2 separate regions of the Anas platyrhynchos genome follow, and region 1 is linked to region 2. The links are chromatin contacts, called in public Hi-C maps. All regions are on one chromosome and are shown on one strand. The core of a region is the stretch at or near the end of the contact, and the rest is flanking DNA. Distances in the headings are between cores, read along the strand shown.

Region 1 (2,700 bases), core at 162-2,661, 260 kb after region 2:
CCCATCCCAAGGGGAAAAGGACAGCAAGAACTAACCCTAAGACAGATAAAACATGAAGACAACAGAGAACTACCCCAGGGATGGAAGACAGGAGACAGCAACAGCAAACAAGCAAGGTGGCAAAAGCACTTGGGAAGAAAAAAAAAAATAATCACCCAAGTTGTAACATTTGTTTTAAAGCCATGGGGATAGAGGGCAGGCAGTAGTACAACAGAGATTAATGATAGCAACTCAATAAATAAATAAATAAAGATATTGCCATTGTGTGTCACTCAACAGCACCGATTATTGTCAGAGAAAGCAGAACTTCTCCAGAGTTTCCACCTCTCCTAGCTGGGCTGGGATCCAGTGGGAGAACAGAGTTGGGGCAGATTTCATTTGAAAGACAACTTATTTATTAGCCAGGCATAAAATCCTATTAAAAAGAGAAGAATTTCCATGATTAAGCTGCAGTATTCATTTTCAAGTTTTCTGCCAAAAAAATTAGGCTGTTTTGCATAAGATGAAACCATAATTTTGGATGGGACCTTGAGCAGGAGGTGGGGCATGTGCTGTGTTCCCTGGAAGAAGTCCCAAGAGGCACTTTGACTTGAGAGACGGAAGAGTCTTTCCCTGCCAACAATTTTTTTTTTTTTTTCTGGGTTAAACTAACAGCACCCGATGGGAATGTCTGCTTCCTTGCAGAGCATGGGCATGTGCAGTGTTGGATATGATTTTTGTCACCCCCTTTCTGCTCATTTGGTGACACTGTTCTGGCTAAAATAAGGTGATGAGTCTTGGTATGCCAGTACTGCTGAGAAATGGGGGGCAGGGAGTGAGCCTAAGTACTGGACCCCAACTCTGCTGAAATTTTTGTTTGCTTGCTAGCTCTCCACCAGGCTTTTGTTTCAAGACAAAGCTCATGCATACTTCTGGGGACAGTTTTTTTTTTTTCCAGCAACAGCTTCCAGAAGGCACCATGGGTGAACTCAACCCTACCCCAGAAAGCTGTGACCCCTCCAACGTGGGCATATGGCCTCATGCCACACATAGGTGGCCTCCTAGCCAGGAGGTTCTTGCCAGAAAATAGCTGATAGATCTGTCAGGCACAATGCAGTGGATGAGAGGTCTCACCTGGAAGTTCTCACTGCGGAGAGCCTCTCTGTGTTGTGACATGCAACATTCACCCAAGCTGAAGTAGAGTCCAGTTTTGAAATGTAAACGGACCAAACTTCTTCCCCTTGAGTCCTTGCATGGCAGAACCCCTACAAATGTGTACCCACACGGTGTGTCAGCCTTTCCCTTTTTGATGTGCATCTTCCCTTGCAGCAGGCATGCTGTCAGTCACTGCATCACAGCTGCAGAGTCCCTGCCAAGGGGGAAGTGTCTTCTGCAGATTGCTTCATTCAGTCATAAAGCACTCATATGACCATCTCACAAGATATTTTAGCTGAAACAAACCCAGCAAGAATTGTCATGTGGAGATGATTAGGTTTTAACTCTGCAGTGCCGTGACCTTTCCGCTGATAGGGAACTGCCCAGAAGGATTTTCCTGGGAATCAATTTTCCTCCTTAATGTTGCTAATAGCATATATTGATAATAAAGGTTATCCTGGATGCCTCTAAACAAAAATGGCATGCCCCTGCTGTGGTTCACTTGCAAAAAAAAAATGGCCCAAATACCTTTCTCTAGATCTAAGGACTGAAAGAGAAATACAATATGCAAAATAATTATTATAATCCATCAATTTTGCAGGAACAAAGCAGAACAACAAACAATTACGATAGTAAATTGAATCGTAAAATGGCAACATGCCAAGCTGTATATCAGTTGGGTCTTTTCACTTGTCTGTTGGCAAAATAAAGAGGATTAGGGGGATGACTCATCTGGTGATTGGAAAATCTACTTTAAAGTTGCAAAGAAATTCAAGCAACGGCATTTAATAAGCAGTAACTCGCTGCTGAGCAGAAGCTTCTGTTCACTTACAGCTCCTCTCCCCAGCTTGTAAACTGTGAATGCTCTGGGGCAGCAGAAGCAGCCCAGCCCTGATGCCAGTCCCCTGTCACCAGGTTGTGCCTGCTCGTGCTTTCTGCAGTCCTCGTGAGCGGGGTCAACAGCAACAACAAAAGCAGCCTGTTTGCACGGGGGGAAATCCTGTTTCTGCTGTAGCTGTCAGTGACAATTTTATTGCTGACTGCAGTACAGTTGGGATTTTACTCTTTTCTTTGGGGTCTTCCTTCTATATCAGGTCTGGATTCCTCCAGTATCGAGGCTGGATTCATAACTGGGCAAAGCCAGCAGTGCCGTGGAGCTCCCATCAAAGTGTCTGCGCCTCATCTCTTCTCCACCCCGGGCTCGTTCAGCCCAAGCTGCTGCTTTGTCTTCATCTTGCAAAACTCCAGGGTCACCAGACACTTCAGTAAAACTGGAGCTGCACTCCTCTCAGCAGTCTGGTGAGGGTGTAGATAACAGGTTTGCGTACGTGCTACATGGTTATGCCTCCACTGTGCATAATTGCGCTGTGTTGGTGTTTGGCAAGTGCCATCTGGTTTTCATTTTCCTTCACAGTATAATTCATCACCTCCACCCCCACAGATTTACACTGCAACTGCCTTTCTGCTTTCAAGACAATTTCAGCTACACGGAGTGTGTTTTGATTTATTTTAACTGAACCCAACAGACACTACCATCAAATCATTCTCCTTTAAATTAAAATGAAT
Region 2 (2,700 bases), core at 95-2,594:
CTCCGTCTCTCACCCCTGGGAAAGTCATCCTGGCGCCCTTTCACTAAGTCACCCGATGGGCACATCCCCATTCGTGTTTTGGCGTGGATCAAGGGCACACTTTCGGGGCGAGTCTCCAGATCATCCTCCCTTAACCATGTTTTGGTTTACCCTGCAGTGATGTGTACACAAAGAGGATGCTGTTCAGATGAGACTAAACAAGAAGACAGGTTTTGGAAGGGCATCTAATGAGTCTTGAGTGCTAGAGTGAATCAGAAGACACATGAATATCCATCAGGTCTTTGAACACCAACCGGTTTGCTGCACAGATTGGGTCAGGCTGATCCACAACAGTTGCTAATACAGATGTAGGCTTTGTGGATGTAGCTGGGGGTGGGGGGGGAGGCATGGCTATTTTGGAGGTATGCCTTTATTGTCTGCCTTGTGAAGCACATCACCGCATAGCTTCCAGCACTGAACCTATAAGTAACCTACTTCTTTTATTTGAAGCACTTTTCCTCAAAGAATATGCTAGAGTGGAAAACTAGCTCTTGCTATGTACTTCCCCATCCATTTTTTATCCCTTGAGAAAACACACATTTTCAGTAGTGTTCTGATTTTAAGACTTTGCATTACAGGGAAAAAATGGAGAATCTTTTTTTTTTTTTAAATCCAATAAAGTGGCTTTATAATTTAATTCCCAACATGACTGTTGTTACTATTAAATGGTGTAAATACAGACTGAGCGCAATAAACCTCACTTCCATTTAGCATTAATAATATTAATGATCAGTACTTAAATCACACGCCATGTTCCCGGACTGTAAAAGAAACATTACCAAAGAGATTTTGCGCGTCTGGTGCCGCCATAAATTAAACGCGGCATAAAATTGTCTTCTGTCTGCGGGAATTTGTTCAAGCTGCGGGGAGGAGAGGAAGGAGCAGGAGGAGGAAATCTCCGTCTCCCAGCGGCTCTGCCCGCACCATCCCTCCCCAAAAGTTTCCCACTTGAGGCGGTGGGAAGGGAAGGGAGCGGGGCTCCCCTCTCCGCCTGGCCCTGGCGCAGCCGGGCTGAGCTGCTTGGTACTCCGCTCACATTTGCTCTCGCCTCCCAAAACTGTTGCGATCAAAACGCTGGATCAGCAGCAGCTCGCACGCACACGCCATCGGCAGATTTCCCCATTTTTTTTTTTTTTCCCCCATCTAAGGGCTGCAGCCTCCCTTTTTTGACACCCTCCCACCCCTCTGGCTTTTTCCCCCTCGCCCCCCGGCTCCAGCGCCCCGCTCACCCCGGGGGAGGGCTGGGGGAGCCGGGACCCCCCCGGGCCGGCCCCACGGAGCCGGGACCCTCCAGTTCCTCCCGGGGAGGGCTCGGGGAGGCTCCCCCCGACCCCCCGACCCCTCGCCCCCGGCCCCGATCGCGGCGGGTCCCGCCCGGGGAGGCGGCGGCGGGGGAAGTGGGAGGAGAGGCGGCGGAGCGCCTTGCCTCCCGAGGCATCAGACGTGGGGAAAGGGAGGGGAGAGAGGGAGAGAAAGAGAGAAACGCGCCGAGGAAGGCAGGGAAGGACTGGGGAGGCCGGGCTGGGGAGGGTCCCGCTCCCTCCCGTGTCCGGAGGACCAAGGGGACAGTCGCTTTGGGGCGGCCACCCCCGCGCCCCCCCCTCCTCGGCGGGGCTCTCCCATGTGCTGCCGGCACCGGCCTGCGAGTAAGTACCCGGCTGCCCCCGGAGCCCCGGGATCCCCTTCCTTTCCCCCACCGCCTTCTTTCCCCTTCCCTTCCCCGCAGCGACACCCGGCTGCATCCCCTCCCCGTCCCAGCGGACCCCCCGGTCCCCCTTCCCCTCCTGCCCTCCCAACCCCACACCTTCCCGCATCCCTTCCCCTCCTCGCCCCCCGTCTTTCCCGGATCCCCCAGCCGCTCCGGACCTCTCTCCCTTCCCCTCTCCCCTCTCTGTCCTCCTGCTCCCCCCCGGACCCCCCTGCAGCCCTGCCAGCCCCTCGCCCCCCTCCCGCCCCGCAGCCTTCCCCTCGCATCACCCCGGCGAGTTTCGCTTCCCGGCCCCCGCCTTCCCTCGGCCCCCCCCCCCCCCCCCAGCTCTCCACCGCCCCCTCCTGCTTTAGGGCTGGGGTTTTGGGGCCAAATTGGCGAGTCCCGCTCCCCAGAGAGAGTCCCGGGCGTTGGCTGGCAGCCCGCGGGAGGTGGGGGGTCCTGCTGGGGGATTTGTAGGGTCCTGCTGGATTTGTAGGGTCCTGCCACTGGAAGCCTCCATGTTGTCCCCTATTTCCAGCCGTGTCTCCTCTGCCGGTTGAGGGAACGCTTTCCCCGCGTGCCGTGACCCACTTTGCCATAGCCGCTTGGTGCCACGCCAAGGCACGGGCGGATCCTTCCCCGAGAAGATGCCTCTGGAGGGATGGGGGCAGCCCGTGCCCTCCGCCAAGTTTCTGTCCCTCGGGGTTTGGGGCTTTTGCAGGTTGGGAGGCATTTCTGCAGATGGGCTACGTCTGCGAGGAGGTAGGCGTGTGCTTCTTGGGAAGCGGCACAGGCCTTTGCCAACGTTAGGGAAAAGACTTCTTTTTCGCCGTGTTGTAAAAGTAAACAAAACTTTTGTGCGGTGCACATGCTTAATTTCACTTCCAGACTCTTCCCCTACGTTCCCTCCTTGTGCAGAAGGAGTTTTAATTTTATTGCCGGCGCATTAATTGCGTTCGCTGATTGGCATC

Evidence for each region. Hi-C and Micro-C count contacts between places; a contact is called where the count stands out from the background.
Region 1: a contact with region 2 is called in a Hi-C map of subcutaneous adipose tissue, with 1.5 times the contacts expected there. The contact joins the enhancer-like site here to the promoter of LHFPL6 in region 2. A contact is called at or near these places in 3 of 8 Hi-C or Micro-C datasets (skeletal muscle and subcutaneous adipose tissue).

The regions. Positions count from the first base shown.
Region 1 is chr1:180,571,625-180,574,324 of IASCAAS_PekinDuck_T2T, forward strand. No RefSeq gene overlaps it. Among named protein-coding and RNA genes, the nearest start is that of PROSER1, 17 kb to the right of the region's middle. Within about 2 kb of position 1,412, at least 3 of the 8 cell types and tissues checked have an H3K27ac peak or open chromatin away from gene starts, as enhancers often do. A contact at or near this core is called in subcutaneous adipose tissue, where this site is marked.
Region 2 is chr1:180,314,510-180,317,209 of IASCAAS_PekinDuck_T2T, forward strand. It overlaps LHFPL6 (LHFPL tetraspan subfamily member 6), which reads left to right and starts at 1,345. Exons shown (of 4, transcript XM_027470840.3): 1 at 1,345-1,685.